7 separate regions of the Mus musculus genome follow, and regions 1, 2, 3, 4, 6 and 7 are each linked to region 5. The links are chromatin contacts, called in public HiCAR-type, HiChIP or PLAC-seq, Micro-C and promoter capture Hi-C maps. All regions are on one chromosome and are shown on one strand. The core of a region is the stretch at or near the end of the contact, and the rest is flanking DNA. Distances in the headings are between cores, read along the strand shown. Region 1 holds the start of Tmprss5 (transmembrane protease, serine 5 (spinesin)). Region 2 holds the start of Plet1 (placenta expressed transcript 1). Region 3 holds the start of Il18 (interleukin 18). Region 4 holds the start of Usp28 (ubiquitin specific peptidase 28). Region 5 holds the start of Ncam1 (neural cell adhesion molecule 1). Region 6 holds the start of Timm8b (translocase of inner mitochondrial membrane 8B). Region 7 holds the start of Zw10 (zw10 kinetochore protein).

Region 1 (2,700 bases), core at 184-2,683, 700 kb after region 5:
ACCAAAAAAATGAAAAAAAAAATGAAGAAACAAACAAACAAACAAAAACTTAAAAATAATTTGGGGTTGGAGAGATGCCTCAGAGGTTAAGTGTAACTGGCTGCTCATTCAAAGGTCCTGAGTTCAATTTCCAGCAACCACATGGTGGCTCACAACCATCTGTAATGGGGTCTGATGCCCTCTTTTGTCATGTAGGCATGCATGCAAATAGAGCACTCATACACACAAATAAATAAATCTTTAAAAAAGAAGGAAAGAAAGGAAGGGAGGGAGGGAAAAAGAAAAGGAGAGGGAAGGGAAGGGAAGGGAAGGGAAGGGAAGGGAAGGGAAGGGAAGGGAAGGAAAGGAAAGGAAAGGAAAGGAAAGGAAAGGAAAGGAAAGGAAAGGAAAGGAAAGGAAAGGAAAGGAAAGGAAAGGAAAGGAAAGGAAAGGAAAAGGTCCAGAAAACAGCTCCATAAAAAGATAGTTCCGTAAAGGGCTTCCATGAAATCATGAGAGCTTAAATTCTATCTGTAGAACCTATGTAAACCCAGGGCCTGGTAGCACTTGATATTAATTCTAGATCTCTGGGGCTTGATGGCCAGCTAGCCTAGCCAAACCAATAAGAAACCAATAAGAGATGCTGTCTCCAGAAAAAGAGAGAGAAAGAGAGAAAGAGAGAAAGAGAGAAAGAGAGAAAGAGAGAAAGAGGGAAAGAGAGAAAGAAAGAAAGAAAGAAAGAAAGAAAGAAAGAAAGAAAGAAAGAAAGAAAGAAAGAAAGAAAGAAAGGAAGGAAGGAAGGAAGGAAGGAAGGAAGGAAGGAAGGAAGGAAGGAAGGAAGGAACCAAGGAACCAAGGAACCAAGGAACCAAGGAACCAAGGAACCAAGGAACCAAAGAACCAAGGAAGGAAAGGAAGAGAAGAATCAAGATAGGTAGCACTTTCTACACACACACAGGCTTCCCTCTTGTCTTAATATCCAAGACATTAGACTTCAAGCCCAGCCTCTCACCTAATCACCTTGTCTCATGCACTGCCCCGCCTCAAAATACAACCTGCCCAAACTCATGCTATAGCCTGAAAACTCAGGCCTCCGATGGAAAGACATCTCTTTGCTATACTAAGTAGGAGTCCATTTTAATGCTTTGCTCAGTACAGCCATGTGTAAACTGCTTTATCAGCCCAGAGTAGCGATGGCAAGAGAAAGGCATCCTCTGGAGAAAACTTCATAGCTTCATAGCTCATGCTAGGATGCAATTCCTATCCCAGAGCTGCCAGAAGAGGCTCTTCTAACAACCTTGCATCCCACAGGGTAGAGGGTGAGCAGGACTGGAGGGATGGCAGGGGCGTCACCTTACCATATGAGTCAGCTGCACTGATATAAGGCAGTAAGTTCTGCTGGGCAGGGTGAGGCTCCTGTCCTCATGTCAGGATTGATTCAACAGCCCAGCCAGTGTGGTTGGAGGATGAAGTCTTCCTGGTTCACACATAGCCCCTCCCCTTGTCTCCCACCCCTACACACATAGACACGCACCAGAGAGACAATGAACTATGCTCAGGGCCCATGAATAGGCCCCCTTGTTGTAGAGGATCAGTGCAAGGGCTGGGCTGGGCCTGGCAGCCCCAGCCCCTGCTATCTGCTAACTGGAAGCTTGGAAACAGAAAATAGGGAGGTGGGGCAGGCTACTGTTGCTTAGCAACCAGGTCTCTTGTGCCAAAAAATGTGTCTCCTGTATATACTAGCACAGTTCCCCTTCTTGCTGACAGGGCTGCATTAAAGAGTGATAGATATTAGCATGTGTGGAAATGTCTCTGAGTTCTATGGAAGCTTCCCAGCAGTCTCAGGCTGTCACCATGTTAGAGCTGACAATGACCATGAGGTATCCATGGTGCACCTTTCTCCTGATTGCTAGGAAGTGAGGCCACCTCACCCAGTTCACCCCTGGGATCCAGTAGCCATTGGTGCGATCTTGTTTCAGTGTTCAAGATAATGCAGCCGATCCCGGGCTGGATCAGGACACACCTGGAGCCATGTCTCTTAAAAGGAGAAGCCAAGGGGCACCAGGGAAGCAGGCACTAGAGTGGGGTGCTCTCCTCCAGTCTGCCGTTCATGGATCCCTCTGATGCATCAATTCGATAGCACAGGCTTTAGAGTCAAATCTCTCCAGAATACAGTTCTCCCACTCAGCCTCCCTGTGAAAGGAGAGTCGTAATACTCACCTCACAGTGTTGAGGTTCAAACCAAATGAGATGCTGAATATAGAACTCTTTCTCTAGTATCACTCGCTTAGATTACTGATATTATGGTGGCCAGAGAACTGAAGGGAAGAGATGGTTCTTATGGTAGATGACCCAAGGTTAGGGACATCTACCCTAGAGCACCTTCCCCAGTCAACTAAAAGAAGGCCAAAAAGGAACGCTCAAGGAACAAATGAAGCTGGAGTTCAGAGAAAAGATAGCATAGTACATCTTACAAGGACTGCTGAAGCTGGTTGGTAGACTGGGAAAAGAAGAAATCACTGATATTCCTGAGCCTTTGCCGATGCATTGATTGACGCAATCATGAAGACAACATTCTCCCCAGGGTGATCTGAGCCTGTGTTCCATTTCCTTGAGCCAGCCAAGGCAGTAGAACTTAGCTGTGTTTATTACTCTTGCTTTTAACTTTACAGCAAGCTAAAGGCTATTTTGAGTGGCTCAAAACTTAGAATGAATATTCGA
Region 2 (2,700 bases), core at 77-2,576, 700 kb before region 5:
TTTTGGCTAAGTTCCTTAGGTTCAAATATTAATTCTGTTGCGTTCTAGTGACCTTGGGTAAAAACTTTACTTCTGTATGCCTTCTTTCTCCCCTGGATAATGGAGGTTAATAATGGCATTTCCCCCTTAGATGTAAGTCATGTTAGCATTATAATGCAGATGTACATAGAGTGCCTCTGTTCCCACAGCACTCTATCTGGAGCAAGCAGGTGGCTGTGGGGGAGGTGGGGTGGGCAGGTGAGAGAGTAAAGGCACTTGCTATGGAAACCTGGTGAGTCTCAGACCCACATGCTCGTGGAAGGAGAGCAGCAACTCCACAACTCCTTCCGGCCTGCGCAAGAGTGAGGGGTCATGCGCATGACTGTGTGCACACACATGCACACACCATAAGGGTGTACACACTTATAATAATAAAAAAAATTTAAAAATCAACTGAAGTTGCTTTAAAAAAAAACCAAATAGATATATGAAGCTTGGTAGGAAAGCATATTTCTTGACTAACAGGTTTGACTAATTAGAAAGCGTGTTTTTAACTTGTAGGTTTGTTGAATCCCATAAGGGAAAGTTATGAAATACTTTCCAGATACTTCTAAGAAAAAAACCATTAGATTAAGATTGAACAACCAGGACTCAAAGATCTTCTACTCCTTGCTGGCAAGGGGTCTCCATCAAGTCAGGCAACACCTCTGCCTTTCAGGCCCCTCACATACAAGGCGGGCTACTGATATCTTCCTCTAGTTTAACTTGGCTTTTCCCATACACTAAGCTCAAGTTATCCTTCCTGGCGTCCCGCAGGGTACAGTCATTCTGTCAAGTGGCTGTAAAAGGACAGTAGACTGCAAGAATTCCCTCAAAAATAAACAATGTCCGCTTAACACAGCCTTATGTTGCCAGGGTGTGATCTGCCTGGGGCTCAGTTTACCCCACCTGCGATTCAGTTACGGACAGGAAACTAGAGAAAAAGTCCTCCGGGTCCACGCTGCCACCTATCAGTCACCACTCCCCACTTTCCATCCTGTCCACACACACATACGGACCGTAGGAAAGTCTGATTCAAGCTCCACCGAGAACAAAGGGGCAACAGAATGAGCGCCTTTGACATACCTGTATAGGTTACATCCCCACCAGAGACGTTAGCCATAGTGCTGATTTCCAAGATGTCGGAGGTGTAGATGTTATCAAGGACCACGCAGGACCCATTATCACTGGCAGAGAGGGAGGGGGATAAGTGCAGAGCCAGGCACAGGAACAGTCCCAGGTGTGGAAGCAAGGAGCGGAGCGACAGCATGGTCCCGGGCTGTTTGGGTTGCAGGGCCTGGCAGTAGTAAGACTAGGTGTGACAGGCTCCTGTTTATATGCTCTGGGGCTGGAGCTTCTGGGTGAGGTCATGCATGCAAATCACCCTCCCTCCCTCCCTCCTGAAAACATTGCCTTCTGGAATTTGGCTCAAGACATTACCTGGATGAATCACCCAGCCTCCACTTTTGTGACCAACGATCCTCTACCAATTCCAGTTTTGCTCAAGAAGAGTTCTGGCCAAATTATTTGACACGGACCCCCGTCTCAGCACCTGCTATCTGAAGAAGTGGGAAAGGCTGGTGAGGAGTGCTAAACACGCCCTAAATAAGTGGAAGTCCTAAATAAGTGGAAGTCCACAGTTGAGTAATTACCACGTAGGTGGTCTGCTTGGAAGGCGTGCTTTCCTCTGTCAGAAACTCAGGCTTGGGTGCCCTTTTTATCTCAGAACATTGCAGAGCTGTTTCTGATGTGACTCCAGTTTCCTCCTCATCTCATGACTAGCCTAGAGCTGGAAAGACTGGAAATTTATTTACCTATTTTTAAATTACATTTGTTGATTTTGTGTGTGGGTCAGGGAGATAGGAGGAGGTTGCAGAGGCCACTGTGTGTGTGTGTGTGTGTGTGTGTGCAGCAGGAGGTCAGAGAACAACTACTTTCAGGAGTCCTTTCTTTCCTTCCATTACATGGGGCCTTTAGGATTGAACTCAGGCTGTTAGGTATATTGGTAAATGTCTTCAGTCACAGCCTAGACACGTGCCTTACTTATTTATTCTTTAGACAGAGGGTCCAATGCACTCCATGCTTGCCTTGAGTTAGTTCTCTGTACATTCGTAGAACCTTGAATTCACACATACACACGCACACACGCACATATATATATATGTATAATTTAATTTTTGAGACAGGTTCTCACTATGTAGCCTTGGCTGGCCTGAAACTTGCCATGCAGCTCTGCTTCCCGAATGCTGGGATTAAAGGTGTGTACAACCACACTCAAGATGTATTTTATTTCTTTACTCCACGTTTGTGTGGGTGGGTGTGGCATCTGCATTGGAGAGCAGTTGCCCTGGAAGTCCAGAGGCACCAGATCTCCTAGAACTGGAGTTATCAGCATTTATGGATGGTTCTGAGAATGGTCCGCCTGTCCTCTACAAGGGCAGTTTAGCTCTTAACCACTGAGTCATAGCTGTGACCTTGAACTTCTGTTCCTCCAGCTTCAACATCCCAACGTTTGGGATTACAACGTGCACCATCACAACCAGTTGAAACCGGCACTGGTGACTGAATCCAGAACTTCCTAAAAGCTAGGCAGGTTTTACCGATGGAGACACATTTGCAGCACCTACAGTTTTATGTATTTATTTGGAAAGAAACATTTAGGTCCACATTGTTCCTGAAACT
Region 3 (2,700 bases), core at 152-2,651, 760 kb before region 5:
GGCACCACAAGGAATTTGTATTTTTAAATTAGGCAGTATCTTTTTACCTGGATGCTTGTAAACTTGTAAATTTTCATTCCATCAAGTTACATGTTTGTTTGAGGCAGGACCTATGAAACCCTGGATGGCCTAGAACTCACTCTGTAGGCCAGGCTGTCCTTAAGCTCTCAGAGAATTCCAGCTGCTCTGCATAGATTGCTAGAATTAAAAGAAAAGAAAAAACAATAACAAAATAATGGGGTGCTGAATCTCATTTTTTGTTATTTTTGCTTCCAAGCAGTGTTTGTTATTTAGGTTCTCAAAGATACTTGTTAAAATAATAAAATTATGTACTGTGATATGTATTTATGGTCTCCTGTCTGTGCTTTATTGTGAGAGAATGCTTTTCATAAAACTAATGAATATCACCTTTAATTTCAGCACTCAGGAGGCAGAGGCATGTGGATCTCTGTGAGTTCGAGATCAGCCTGGTCTACAGAGTGAGCTCCTAGACAGCCAGGACTATACAGAAAGACCCTGTCTTGAAAACCCAGCTCAACGCAAACTAAACCAAAAACAACGCCCCTCCCACCCCAAACACCTAATGAATGTAAAAGAAAAGGGATGAGAGGAAAGGGAAAAGGGTGAGCTATTGCCTGCCAGTCTAAATTGAAACTTCATTCTGTCTGAATCATTTCAGAGGAGAGAAGTTGTACAATGAACCCCTGAATCTGGTTCCATGGACTTAGCGGCAGGTGGGGGCAAATTCCAATAAGGAATGGTTAAGGAGGGAGGCTATTATTGGTCCAATTTTAATGTCAAAGGTTAGAGTTGGTTAGGACACTTGCCATAGAACTGAGACTAAGTTAGTGTTTTGAGCCCCGCCTCTCCTTTTCCCTCCCCTCCAGTCCCATTTGATCTCAGAGCCAGGGACAACCCAGGCTCATTATTTACTTAATCAGGCCAGTGGCTGCAGATTCAGAAATCTCAAGACCTGAGTTAAGAACTGAGTTAAATACTATTTCTCAACTGTTTCTGCGTTTCCTCAGCAGCCTTCTTGACACCGCAGGGTTCTTCCTGTGGCAGTGTACCATCGCCCAGGTAGGGGACTCCCCTCTACCCGTTCCTTTCCTGGGCCACTTACCAGTCTGCAGTTGGACTGCTGCGCCCGGGGCCTGAGGATTATAGCAGGCTTCCAAAGCCTCTTTGTGTGATGCAGGCAGCACACCACAGGGGAGAAGTGAAAGCAAGCTTGTTTTACCAACCACAGGATTGGTGTACTCATCGTTGTGGGAACAGCCAGTGTTCAGTCAGCTAATGTGACGCACTGGGGCAGGATTCAGCCCAGAGATCTGATTTGTCCTGGATGCCTCAAAGGGTTTTTCTCTATCCTGAGTTTTCCCAGCTGAAAACCACTGCTTTGTATTCGGATGCAAATGTTTGGTTCTCCTATTTGCATTCTGGGGAACTGTCTCAAACCCTGTGGTTTTTGTTCTGTAGCTTTCTATTATAGTTACTACTTCAAGGATTTATTTTCAGTGATTGGTTAATTATAGAACTGCCAGAAATGGCAACAATATGCACAGTTAATTATAAAGTTATTTAACCATAGTAACTTATATAGTATGCTGTATTGTATGTAAGGCAGCATGCTAGGTGCTAGGAGTGGGGAGGTATAGCTAGACTTTGTATTCAAAGAATACTGCCAGGAGAGGTTGTAAAGTGCACTGGCCTTTTATCACACAGGACAGCAAGATAAGGGCCACCAGAAAGCTCTCCGAAGTTGTAGCGAGGAAATGGGAATTCGGTGCTTAAGAAGCAGGTGACCCAGAAATTGGAACTTGAAGGTTGAGTTGCATATGCAAGTTTCATCTGAAGGAGATGAGAAATATCCTAAGTGAAGAGAATAGAATGGTCATGAGACTAGGGAGCAATCCAGCTAGGCTGGAGTGAACAGCTAGGGTGGGCTGAGGGCCATACGAGGTCTTTAAGTGCCTCGCCTGCTCAGGTAGTTTCAACAATTACAAGTGATTTGTGATTGAATGGATGGAATTCACATGGAGGAATGAATGATGCAGCCAGATTTACATGTAGGAGATTTAATATTCACATTATTGCACTGGTGGAAAAGCATCTTCCCCGCTCATCCAGATAAATTAGAATCTCTAGACCTGATGAGAGCTGGAGGCAATTGTCTGAGGTCTCTAACCCTTAAGATGGTCCAGTGGCTCCAGGAACTCATCTCACTAAGTTTCTCTTTCCAGACTTCAACTGAGAGGCTGCCAAGAAAGAGTCAAGGGCCTGAGTTAGGCAGCAGGAAGTGACACATAGGAAGGAGAAGTTGAGGTACCAGGGCTGAGGAAGATGGGCTTCGGATAGGAAAAAATCTGTAGTCCCAGGAGAGAGACTGATGAAGACAGAGTTACCCGTGCAGAATTTTGAGCCTGGGGAATTTATATGTAAGCCACAGAGTCATCTTTTTTTCAAATTTCCCCTACTGGCCTGTGCCACTGGGGTCAGAAGAACTGTGCTGTAAGGAGAGTGAGCAAAATGAATTCAGTGCCCACAGAGAGACTGAAGCGAGATGTTTGCTGGTGGAAGAGCTGATTCAGAAGAGGAGATAAAGAGTTGAGAGTCGGGTCGAAGACATAACTGGAGAACTTACGAATCAAGATGAGATTACTAAGGGCCAACGTTGAAATTAAAGGGTAAAGGTCCAAG
Region 4 (2,700 bases), core at 3-2,502, 810 kb after region 5:
CAGGCCAAGACTTAGAGATATCTTTTTCTACATGAATTTTAAAGAGCCTGCTATGTTTTAAACTTGTAGTCTGGGGGTGTAGTGCTTGATTATCTCATGCGATAGGCCCTAGGCTTGATCCTCAGCACCTCAAATTATTAAAATTTAACTATAGAAGACATTAATTATAGAATTTAATTATAGAGTTTTTCTTAGCAGTATCTCAAATTTTTATTCTAAATATTTTATAAATTTTCTCGACTGCAAACTCGGTATTTGAATCCTTGGTATAGGTTTTCCATTTTGTCATTTAAAAAGTGCAGTTCTTGAGGGACGAGGATGTTGTGTTACGTTATAACATTCCAAAGTAAAACTGGATGACAGTCTCAAATTGCCCACTTCCCAAGTTTCTTTAAAAGACATTATGAGCCTTTTGATTTTTTTTCCAAATCAGTGTTACTAAAGGCCCACCATCTAAGCCCTAAGAGCCTTGTAATATTTTTCAACCTTTTTATATTACTAGGAACATAGTAAAGTGCCTTCTATTCATTGTGCTTTTCTCTCCCCTCCTTCAAAACCTACAGTGATCAATGAGATAATTCGGGAAGCTGATTTGTTTCCGAGGGAAAAAAAGAACTGAATGAAAAGCGGGGCGGGAAAAGGGAGGAGTGGGGCTCCGGGTCTTTTTTGCACTTTGTTGATAAACGCCGGCTTTAAGTGAGATAACTTAAGTCTGCGTTAGCCTCAGAGAAGCCACTGCCATAAAACTGATTTGAGAGTCAGAACAAGGCACCGTGGCCGTGCTTTTGGGAAGTTTTTAGCTGCTGGGTCGGGCCCGGTGCACACTTCGGGGTGACCTCGCTGCCTACGATCTCACGTGCAACCCCTCCCGTTAGGGTCCCTAGCACCGGGTCCCACAATCCCGCTCGGAACCTTAGCTGGCTTATACACCCAGGCAACCTCACACAGGCTCGCGGACCCAGCCTCGCAAAGTCCCGGGAAGACCGGGTTGCTCTCGCCCTAGCCCGCAGGCCCCGGCCTCTGTCGGCCCTCGCCCGCTTGGCCCGCCGCGCCCCTCTCAGCCGGAACCCGGGCCCCGCTACCCTCACCCGCCGCTCACCGAGCCATGGCCGTCCGCCGCCCCCGCCGAGTCGTCCTGCTGCAGCTCCGCAGTCATGGCCGTGGTGTCCCTCCGCGTGTAGCCCCACTCTCGTTGTCGTCTTCGCCGCGGTCGCCACCGCCACCACCACCGCCCCCGAAGCCCGGGAGCACCGGGAGGCACCGCCCACACGTCCCGCCCCCGCCCGCGGCGCGCGATGGAAGCCCCGCCCACGCCAGCCCGCTCCCAACACTCCCCACCCACAGCACGCGGCAGAGGCTCCTCCCACGGCGTTCGCTGGATGCCCCACCCCCGCCAGCCGACTCCCACCCATCTTGCGGCTTGCGCCGGAGACCCCGCCTACATGCCCCACCCACACAGCCGAGGTTCCCTCTCCCAAGGCTCCGCCCACGCCAATTTAGAGCCCCGGTGGCCCCGCCCATACACTCTGCTCACGCCCGCAGCGTGCGCCAGAGGCGTCACCCACGCGCCCGCCCCTGGTTTGCGTGAGCCGGAGGCGGGGCGTCTTCGCGTGCTCTGGCCCACGTGACCGCAGCCGGGCACAAACTAAGGGGTCAGCGTCGCCTCGCCAGCTGTTGCTATTTCCGCCTTAGGTGCCCAGGAAGTGGGCGGTGAGGCCTCTGGGTTTCCAAGACTCCTTTTTTACTCCATCCCGCGCTTGCTGAGCCTTGCATCTGCGTCCAGCCTGCCCCCAGCTCCCCATAAGCTTGGTAAGGCTGCTGGGTTCCTTCTGCTGACAGATTTTCCCACCAGACCTCTTAGCCATTTCCTAATCTGGGGACGCGAAGAGAAACGTAGACTGACTCGAGTGGTTTGTATAAAGACAACTGAATGGCCAGGACCTTCACAGAGCTCAGCATCGTGTCTTAATCCTGAACAGTTGCCCCATGTTCCAAATTCCCGTTTTCAGGCCATGTGTGTAATAAGCTGTGTTGACTCTAGCTCATGCACTAAGCCACCTACCACCCCTTTTAATGTTTGGGAAGAGGGTTCTTATTGTTGGTGATATTGGTTTGGGTTTTTTTTGAAACAGGATGTCACGTGGATTGGACTTGCCTCAGACTGTGTAGCCGTGGTTGGCCTTAAATTCTTGGTCCTCTGCCTCCACCTGGTCAAATGATGGTAAGTCTTTACTGCCATGTTAAACTTAACACTTTGAGATGATCTCATTAAGTTCCCCAGGCTGGCTTTGAACTTTCTATACTTCTGCCTTAGTCTCCTATGTGGAATAAATTTGGGACCTGTGTCTATCAGGTCCATCCTTGTCAGGATTCTCTGAAGACAGAACCATTAGACTTGATAAAATTAGAATGGGAGGGCCCTGGAGAGATGCCTCAGTAGTTAAGAGCATTAAAAAGCACTGGCTGCTCTTCCAGAGGTCCTGTGTGTGGGAAGCCACATGTGCCGTTGCAGGGTGGCGCTGGCCACCACGCATAAGTTTGGGTAAACAACCAATGTGTACATATGCAGTAAAGTTTTTCACCAAGTCACTGCCTCGCCCGGGCATGATAATGAGGCTCCATGAGATACTGAGAGAATAACCAATCAGATGGGGGGCATGCAAATGAGGTATGATAATGAGGCTCAGTGAGGTACTGAGA
Region 5 (2,700 bases), core at 120-2,619:
CTCTCTCTCTCTCTCTCTCTCTCAAACACACACACAAAATTTGTATGCATATATATACACAACTTAGAAAAATTGGGCTATCTTTAGAATCTGGGGCAAAGAGATATTCTTTTTACTTTTCTGTATTTTTGAATTGTTTATAATCACCATAAGGCAAAAATTTAAAAAGTGAACATGAAAGATTCCTGGGAGACAGACTGCTTCTCATGGATCCTTGGAACCCGCAGCATGTGATAGGACTGGGTACATTATACAGAGGAAAGGAGAGCTGGATGGTGACTGGTCAGCTAGCAGAAGGTGGGTTTTCTGACTGCTAAAGCATCAAGGAGTCTGCCCTTTAAAGAACATTGCAGGGCTTGGGATTGTGTGTGAACTGGCTCTTTGGTCTGTCAGAGGGCTTCACTGAGCAGAGCCACTTCTGGAGCACCCTCACTTGTATTTCCTGCACAACTCAAGCCCCACTCAGGTGCTAAAGAGTGTTGATTTCACTATGTTCCCATCCCCTCTTTTAACAAACAAGGCTGCTTGATTAATGGAAGTCTTTGTGTTGATATCTCAGTCATATTGTATTTTCATAGCCTTAAGAGTGGAGGTCTCCCGCTGAAGGAGGATGCTTGCTGTCGCTCCTGTGCCTTAATACACACAGAAGAGCCAGGGCAAAGGAGGGAGAGAGAGGGAGGATCCCAATACCAGTTTCTGGTTATTCCTGAATATTACTTATAAATGGCTCTGCATTTTCTTTTGACTGGCTTCCCCACCCCCTACTTCTGAGATCTGAGTTGTGCTGCTGTGAGTTGCTCCCTCTGTGGGAAGATGAACTTCATAGCCAGGAGAAAACAAACAACAAAACAAACCTCCACAGCCCTCAGCTCTCTCCAAATTTCCAATTTCCTTCTCTTAGGAGGAAGAGGAAAAGAAGGAGAAGGAGGAGGAGGAGGAGGAGGAGGAGGAGGAGGAGGAGGAGGAGGAGAAGGAAAAGAAGGAAAAGAAGGAAAAGAAGGAGAAGAAGGAGAAGAAGGAGAAGAAGGAGAAGAAGGAGAAGAAGAAGAAGCAGAAGCAGCCATATGCTTTTTATTGCAAGGACTTTAGTAACTAAACTGGAGGGGGGGGTGTCCACAACTTTGAAAATCGAACCGAATCTAAAATTCTTTTTCCCCCTAATTATTAAAAACGTTCAAATTCCTGATTAAGGAACGCCGGAGGGCAGAATGATCTCCAAAGACGTGAATGAAGGAAAAGGGTGAAAAGAAATCCCAGCTCTGCCTGGAAGGTTCCCTGTGAAAGAGCCCGGCTCCCTTGGTAACTCCAGGCCGCGTTTTACAGGCAGCCGCATCTGCCTCCCCTGTCTCTTACCTCCTGGATGTTAGGAACTATTTGTGGTCGGCGTGGTGGAAGGACACAGTGAGGCTCTCACCTCCGCCCCCCGCCCGTCGCTCGCATCCCCAGTTCCATCAAAGCCAACCCGGGCCAGCGCAGGGATCTCCGAGTTGCGAGTGTGCTGAGGCTGGGACTGTCACTCATTCTCCGCTCAGCGCGTGAACGCAGCTCGGCAGTGGCTGGCAAGAAACAATTCTGCAAAAATAATCATACCCAGCCTGGCAATTGTCTGCTCCTCGGTCCATTGCTCCGCCGCCGTCCACAGTCGCTTGCAAGGGGAAGGCACTGAATTTACCGCGGCCAGAACATCCCTCCCAGCCGGCAGTTTACAATGCTGCGAACTAAGGATCTCATCTGGACTTTGTTTTTCCTGGGAACTGCAGGTACATTTTAATTTAATTTAATTAAAAAAAATCTACATCGGGTCTGTTAATTGTCCGCTTGCCCCTGTCTTCTCTCCCTATCCCCGAGAAGCCCGGTTCTTTTGGCTGGTTTTGTGTGTAAAGCAAAGACAGCATTTTCACTGAGCTGAGAAGGGAGCGCATCGTATCGTCCTTGCTTGGCCAGCCAAACCCGTGCCCTCCGGGACGGCGCTGGACGCGGCTGCCTCCCCGCTCAGTGGCGGCCGCGCACGCCCTTCCCACTTGTGTGCCCGCGGAGGTGGGACAGGGGTATGGGGACCGGGATGCTGCCGTGATGGGCAGCGCTGCTTTCCCCTTCCCCGAAGGCGGGTGGCGGATGCGTGGCTCGGGTGGTGTCGCCCCCCAGGCTCATCTTTCACCTAGAGGTGTTTGTCAAGCTTCGAGAAGAGTGAACAATAAGGCTGGGGCAGTTTTACCCCCACCGTTATGTCCCGGGCTGGGGTAAAGTGAGGCTTGCAGCCTTCGCTTACTCCCCCGTCTTCCCCGCCCCGAATAACGGTTTGCAAAATGGGGCAACCACCGGCAGCACCGCAGGGCCCTGTGGTCGTTCCTGCACCCCCGTGCAAATGACGTTAGTTTTTCATTTGCCAAATTGCTGGGTAGTTGCAAAACCTGCCCTCGGCCGGGAGCACGGAGGGATGGGAGGGTCCAGCGCCGCGTTTTGACAGGAGGAAGTGCAGAGGGGCGGAGGGTGAGGAGGGCGTGATCGGGGCTGCCTGGTTGTGTGTGTGTGCGCGCGCGTGTGCGCGCGTGTGCCTTTACACGCACCGAGAGCCTAGGGTTGCACGGTGCCAGCGAAGAATGGCAGGTAGCCAGCTGCCCAAGACACCTCTTCCTTTCTCTGGGCGATATTCCTGATCCTGGCAAAGTGTGAACAATGGGGAGCTCGGGAGAAAGACCG
Region 6 (2,700 bases), core at 128-2,627, 800 kb before region 5:
TTACTGAATTCCCATAAATAAAATTTCACTTTTGAACATTTGCTCTGTTACTTTTTAACACCAACAGACTTTGTAACTGCCTGACGCTAACCTGACAGGTTGGCAGGTCTTTCACCACTGGCCATTCAATCTGCTTGGTAACAAGTCTTTTGGTCTTCTGTCATTCTAAGGTATGGCCTACTGCCCTCCTTTCTGTACGATCTGGGCAAACCGACCGGTGATGGCAAGAGTAGTGTCAATGAAGCGATCCACACAGCTAGAGAGGCAGTTTTCAGTGCGGGAGTCTAGCCGACTTCCTGGCTTCTCCACACACTTATCCCAACATAGTTCCATGAAGTGATGCACCTAAGGGCAGAGAAAAACCTTTTTTAGTCATTAGGGTATGAGATATCTTAGTTCATCATTCTGTGATATTTAATAGCATATTGTAGGATCACTTCAGGACTACTCTTTCTTTACTTTGTCACCAGTAACAGCCCCAGATCAGTAAATTCTCATTAGAACTCATTCTTTTGCAGAGAGATGATGGGGCAGGTCTTTAATCCCAGCACTTGGGAGTCAGAGGCAGGTGGATCTCAGAGTTAAGGCCAGCCTGGTCTACAGAGGGAGTTGCAAGACAGCCAGGCTAACAGAGAAACCCTGTCTTCAAACCAACGATTCATACTTTCACAATTCTCAAAGCAACTAGCAGTACTATTAAATCAGAGGAAGTCAGGACATTAACCTGTCGGTTCTTGATAGCTATCAGTACTTCCAAGGTTATCTTGATTGAACGGTTAAAACCCTAGTAGGAAATACGCTGTCCCACACCAAATGAGTCAACACTGATAGCTGCAGGGCTCATCTTTCTCTAATAATGATCACCATTTACAAATACATCATCACATTATCCAATGCAGAGGCAGCGGGCAACAACGAACCCAGATCTCATGGTGAGGACGGGTGTCTTGTCTCCAGGCACCTGTGCTCCAAGGTCGGAACCCAGAGATTCCGAGTGCCATTCCCGACCAGCGACCAGCTAATAACCGCATGCTCCTGTGGCCCAAACCTTTCCGCTGTTTTCGAACCCTTTCCTCCCACGCAGCGCTTGCCTCCCGGGCACTGAGCACTGTAGATCACTGGGGCGGGAGGCGCAGCCCGGATCGAGTGGGGCCGCTGTGCCGCAGTGTCCAGAGCTCCGTGAGTGCCCGGGATCTGCGCCTCACCCTCCTTCCCCTGTTCCTTCCTCATCCTCGTACCTGCGCAGTGAATTGCGCCTTCTGCTGTTCGGCGGCCACCAGGCGTTGTAACTCCGCTTCGTCCGCTTCACCAAGCTCGGCCATTGTCGGAGTCAGGCGCTTCGCTGGGGTGCGCACGCGCGGTGGCAGCGCACCGTCTCCTGCCTTCCGGTTCACGCTTCAGGTTGCCTCACCGTTCTTTTACGCGGGGCGGGACTTACTACATAACTGTTTCCGGGTTGTAGAGTGACCTTGAGCCCTCGAAAGCGACATGGCGGTTCTCTTAAAGCTGGGCGTTCTCTGCAGTGGCCAAGGAGCTCGAGGTGAGGTGTCTTGGCCATCAAAGGTTCTTGCTGCAGGCTGAAGCAGGGGAGAGGAAGGAGTTAGAGCTCGCCCGCTGGGTGGTGGGACGTCTTGAGAGGAGGGAACTTGCTCTTGTGCCCTCGAGGCACCACCTATGCGGACGCAACGTTGACCGCTATAGCCTAAAGGCCCAAGTGTTTACGTGCTGGCTGGTGTCCCCAGCTCGTACTTTCCGCTTCTGCACTGTGGTTGTGACCCCGGGCTAATATGAAAACAAACTCCTATTTGAGTGTGGATGGAAGGAGTCCGTTTGATAATTTGTTCTGAGTGGCTTGCTGTGTAGTGCTGTCTTCCTCGATCTAGCCATGTAGACAAGACTAACCTAGAGCTTGCCGGGAGCCCCGTGACTGCTCCCGAGGGCTGCCATAAAAACCGTGCACCCTCACTCAGGGCTTCGATAATCATTTTAACCAGGCATTTTACCTATACCAGGCGCCTAAGAGGCTAGTATATAAACACGAATTAAACAGTTTCAACCCTCGAAGAACTTCTTGTGTGGGGGCTACAGGCAAAGTAAAGCAAAACCTGTTGTGTTATGTAGACATTATTGAGTGCAGAGAACGTTTGGGGTACTTGCTTTGAAAGGACTAACCTGCCTTGGCTCTGCAGGGAATTACATCCTATAGTAACCGAGAGCAGCAAAAACCAAAGTGAGGGGCTATAAAGATGCACAGGGTGCGATAAAATGGAACAAATACAGTAATATCTGTGAAAGTCAAAGTGTAATCTAGAAAGGCAAAATGGAACTAAGCCACAGGACTTACTTTATTCTCTTTTGAAAATACAGTCTCTCTGTTGCCCAGGTTGGGAGTAAGATCGAAAGGTTTGATAGGTTTACAATCTTGGTTTATTTTTGCTGTTACTGTTGTTGCTTAGGCTGCCCTGGAACTTGTCCTGTCTCAGCCTCCAGAGTAGCTGGGGTGCACCACCTGCCCTCACAATCTTTCCCTTTTGAGCCCAGCATCTCATGCTTGCTGAGCGTGTGCCCTGTTGCCAGACTATACAAGCCTCAGCCTCAGCCTAGACTTAGGTTAGTAACAGTGTAGTAGATGGATGACCTTGGTGGAGATAGAGGAGGTTCCGACCCAAGTCATGGAGATGAGATAGATGAGATAAGCAC
Region 7 (2,700 bases), core at 109-2,608, 740 kb after region 5:
CGGGGCTGAAGTGTAATACTTCAGCAGTTACAAAGCATCCCAGTACAAAAGAGAAGACTCAGGAGAAAAGTCAGGCATTTGTTTTATGCAGGAGGCTACAACTGAGATGGAAGAGGTGTGTGTGTGTGTATGTGTGTGTGTGTGTGTGTGTGTAGAAATACATTTAAAGTGGTAAAAAGCTGGAGGTGCAAGGACTATGCCTGCTTGAGGCACAGAAAGTAGTTCTCAGTTGACTGAAGATTCAAACTTATGTATGAAACAAATACTAGTGCAATGTCCTCATCCTAGATCATTAAAAAACAAAAAACCGTAAGCCACACTACAGAAATGCCAGTGGCATGAATACATAAAATTAAGAACTCTAACATCAAAAATTGTTAGGAGCGGGTGGGATGGTGGAGACCTTCCATTTCAGCACTCGGGAGGCAGAGGCAGGCGAATTTCTGTGAGTTCGACACCAGCCAGTTCTACAAAGCTTGAATCCAGGACAACGAGGGCTATTACACGGAGAAACCCTGTCTAGGAAAAAAAAAAGAAAAGAAAAGAAAGAAAGAAAAAAAGAAGAAGAAGAAAGTTGTTAGGTAGCGCCTACCAAGTCCAGACTTAGTGAGGTACACGTCATTTTCAAAGAAAGCCACTGAAGACCTGGCTTGCCAGGTAGCACTAATACGAAGTAAAACTATGGCTGTGAGTTGCATATTCATGCCGGTACCAGCTCATCAGCCCTCAGCATGCCTCAAGTTCCGTGCGTGAAGTAATACTTTTATAAACATATTCAACCAGTTAAAAGAAAATCCGAGGAGAACGACGCGACTTTCCTAGAATTATTACATCCATCCATAAATGAAGGAGTGGGTAGAGATGACAGATAGGGCGGCTGTCCTGTCCTAAGTGGACATCCGGGCTTCCAGTCCCACCTCCGGCTCCGCAGGTTTCTTCAGTCTTCTCCATCAGCGGCTCACTTTTGCCCAACTTGGCCCCACTCCCCACCACTAAACAGCCACGGCCTTTCCTCCTCACAATCCCAGGCCCTGGTCTCCAACCGCTCTGCGGCCGTGCTCCAAACAGCCCCCCAACACTTCTGAGCCTCCAACTCAGGAGGCTCCGCACCCGGCTCTCCCCAGCGGCAGCAGCCTGTGGCCCGCCCTCACCTTGATCTCCTCCACCCGCCGGGTCAGGCGGCTGATCCTGGTGCCCAGATCCTCCTTCTCCAGGCTCCCCGAGTGGGCCAAGACTTCTGTCACGAAAGAGGCCATCGCCACGAAGCGTACCCACACAAACAGGATAGGTCAACCCCGCTGCCAGCGCCGCAGCTCCGGTCCCGCCAGCGGCCTCACCGCAGGGCCTGCCGGGAAACTGAGTTCTACGGGGTCCGGCGCTCGCGCACAGGAGAGGGTCACACTACAGTTCCCAGGAGGCCTCGCGCCGTCAGGCGTCCGCTGTTTCAGTGGCGTCTAGAAGGCACCAAAGTGCGCAGGCGTCATCTGCTCCCTACAGGTTTTCAAACGCCAGTCTGTTCCCGCCGGTTTTTTTCTTCTTGTATTTTGGGTAGGGTTGGGTTGGTTTCGCTAGAAACTGCGGAATGTTTCAGGTAATAATCCTTTATGGCCCTCCCTATACTCAGTAATCTCAGGTTTTCCTGTGAGATTATCTAGCTCGATACTTACAGAATCATCTCGATCTTTTTTGTTATTCATTCATTGGGCTCAGCAGCTAAGTCTACCCGAATTTTGCCCTCTGGAATTGTGCGAGAGAGTGACATAAGTGAAAGGATCCCCACAATTGCACCTTTCTAATAGTGTTTGTTAATAGTGCCTCATATTAAGTATATTGATACATGGATATGGTACAAATTTATACTTAGTGTAACGGTCCTGTAAGTGCTACAGACATTCTTTTATAAAACCTTCTTTCTAAGATACGTATGAATGTTTTGGCTGTGTCCATGGAAGTCAGAAGCAGGCAAGTAAGTCCAGTCCCTGAAACTGGACTTACAGATGACATGAGCCACCATGTGGATGCTGGGAATTGAGTCCTGGTCCTGAGTAAGGGCAACGAGTGCTTCTAGCCACCGGGCAATCCCCTAGAACAAGATTCTTATCACTTCCTATCAGAGATTACAAATAAATTTCACCAAAGGCTTTTTATCGTTGTTTAATTTTAAAGTTTTCAGTGATTTTTTTGGCTCTGTTTTGAGACGTGGTTTCTGTAGCCCTGGAAGGCATCAAATTCATAGCTATCTTCCTGCCTCAGCCTCCTGTATACAGGAATTATACACTTATTCCACTATGTCCAGCTAGCCATAGCTTTTTAGAACTATTTCATTGTTGAAGGTCAAAAGAGTGTTCCGCGAAGATGAGATCACTCGTTCACTTTGCAAAACAGGCTGACCTGAAAGACAGCCACTGGGCATTATTACCAACGTGACACTCTTTGTAGGAGAGGGATGCGTGCTGTAAGAGCATCCTTGTCCCCTTTATACACTTTTTGTTACTTGACCAGCAGAGCAAGCAAGTGTTTTACATAGCCAAATGGAATGCCATTAGTGCAGCAATACCATAAAGTATAAAATTAACAGAGACAAGGGTGCAGATACAGGTAATTCAATCAGTAGGGATTTAGAACAGATGTTATCTGTCTCCAGCATCCTTCCTGGAGCAGGCAATAAAACCAATAAACAAGATGTTTATTATACAAATG

The links. Promoter capture Hi-C pulls out the DNA fragments that hold promoters and counts their contacts. A called contact is a pair of places that touch in the nucleus more often than the background predicts. HiCAR-type assays count read pairs that join an accessible place to other places. HiChIP or PLAC-seq counts read pairs in DNA pulled down with a chosen protein or histone mark. Capture Hi-C pulls out chosen DNA fragments and counts their contacts.
Region 1: a contact with region 5 is called in an H3K27ac HiChIP or PLAC-seq map of embryonic stem cells, with 5 times the contacts expected there. The contact joins the promoter of Tmprss5 here to the promoter of Ncam1 in region 5. A contact is called at or near these places in 2 of 39 promoter capture datasets (embryonic stem cells and hippocampal neurons) and 1 of 115 datasets of contacts at active chromatin or transcription factors (embryonic stem cells).
Region 2: a Micro-C map of embryonic stem cells shows a contact between it and region 5, with 5 times the contacts expected there. The contact joins the promoter of Plet1 here to the promoter of Ncam1 in region 5. A contact is called at or near these places in 3 of 39 promoter capture datasets (the 3T3-L1 cell line, embryonic stem cells and hippocampal neurons), 1 of 484 Hi-C or Micro-C datasets (embryonic stem cells) and 4 of 115 datasets of contacts at active chromatin or transcription factors (astrocytes, embryonic hindbrain, embryonic midbrain and 1 more).
Region 3: a promoter capture Hi-C map of hippocampal neurons shows a contact between it and region 5, with 3 times the contacts expected there. The contact joins the promoter of Il18 here to the promoter of Ncam1 in region 5. A contact is called at or near these places in 4 of 39 promoter capture datasets (the 3T3-L1 cell line, cranial neural crest, frontonasal cranial neural crest and 1 more) and 3 of 115 datasets of contacts at active chromatin or transcription factors (astrocytes, craniofacial prominence and embryonic forebrain).
Region 4: a contact with region 5 is called in a HiCAR-type map of astrocytes, with 2.4 times the contacts expected there. The contact joins the promoter of Usp28 here to the promoter of Ncam1 in region 5.
Region 6: a promoter capture Hi-C map of pancreatic islet shows a contact between it and region 5. The contact joins the promoter of Timm8b here to the promoter of Ncam1 in region 5. A contact is called at or near these places in 2 of 39 promoter capture datasets (embryonic stem cells and hippocampal neurons), 2 of 115 datasets of contacts at active chromatin or transcription factors (astrocytes and differentiating embryonic stem cells) and 1 of 9 other capture datasets (pancreatic islet).
Region 7: a contact with region 5 is called in a Micro-C map of embryonic stem cells, with 9 times the contacts expected there. The contact joins the promoter of Zw10 here to the promoter of Ncam1 in region 5. A contact is called at or near these places in 2 of 39 promoter capture datasets (hippocampal neurons and stem cell-derived epiblast-like cells), 1 of 484 Hi-C or Micro-C datasets (embryonic stem cells) and 5 of 115 datasets of contacts at active chromatin or transcription factors (astrocytes, embryonic forebrain, embryonic stem cells and 2 more).

The regions. Positions count from the first base shown.
Region 1 is chr9:49,101,461-49,104,160 of GRCm38.p6, reverse strand. It overlaps Tmprss5 (transmembrane protease, serine 5 (spinesin)), which reads right to left and starts at 1,433. Exons shown (of 13, transcript NM_001359460.1): 1 at 1,338-1,433. The coding sequence starts at 1,340.
Region 2 is chr9:50,493,151-50,495,850 of GRCm38.p6, reverse strand. Plet1 (placenta expressed transcript 1) reads right to left here and starts at 1,326. Exons shown (of 4, transcript NM_029639.2): 1 at 1,105-1,326. The coding sequence starts at 1,288. The region is part of intron 2 of Plet1os (placenta expressed transcript 1, opposite strand); the gene reads left to right.
Region 3 is chr9:50,553,401-50,556,100 of GRCm38.p6, reverse strand. It overlaps Il18 (interleukin 18), which reads right to left and starts at 1,401. Exons shown (of 7, transcript NM_001357221.1): 1 at 1,124-1,401. Bco2 (beta-carotene oxygenase 2) reads left to right here and starts at 963. Exons shown (of 12, transcript NM_133217.3): 1 at 963-1,080.
Region 4 is chr9:48,983,937-48,986,636 of GRCm38.p6, reverse strand. Usp28 (ubiquitin specific peptidase 28) reads right to left here and starts at 1,252. Exons shown (of 25, transcript NM_001359739.1): 1 at 1,100-1,252. The coding sequence starts at 1,156. Gm51673 (a long non-coding RNA gene) reads left to right here and starts at 1,508. Exons shown (of 3, transcript XR_003948157.1): 1 at 1,508-1,809; 2 at 2,133-2,221.
Region 5 is chr9:49,797,738-49,800,437 of GRCm38.p6, reverse strand. It overlaps Ncam1 (neural cell adhesion molecule 1), which reads left to right and starts at 1,369. Exons shown (of 19, transcript NM_001113204.1): 1 at 1,369-1,760. The coding sequence starts at 1,709.
Region 6 is chr9:50,602,578-50,605,277 of GRCm38.p6, reverse strand. Timm8b (translocase of inner mitochondrial membrane 8B) reads right to left here and starts at 1,377. Exons shown (of 2, transcript NM_013897.2): 1 at 1,239-1,377; 2 at 1-345. The coding sequence starts at 1,322. The coding sequence ends at 178. It overlaps Sdhd (succinate dehydrogenase complex, subunit D, integral membrane protein), which reads left to right and starts at 1,429. Exons shown (of 4, transcript NM_025848.3): 1 at 1,429-1,540. The coding sequence starts at 1,489. It overlaps Nkapd1 (NKAP domain containing 1), which reads left to right. Exons shown (of 6, transcript NM_212449.2): 6 at 1-38.
Region 7 is chr9:49,054,239-49,056,938 of GRCm38.p6, reverse strand. Zw10 (zw10 kinetochore protein) reads right to left here and starts at 1,358. Exons shown (of 16, transcript NM_012039.2): 1 at 1,152-1,358. The coding sequence starts at 1,256.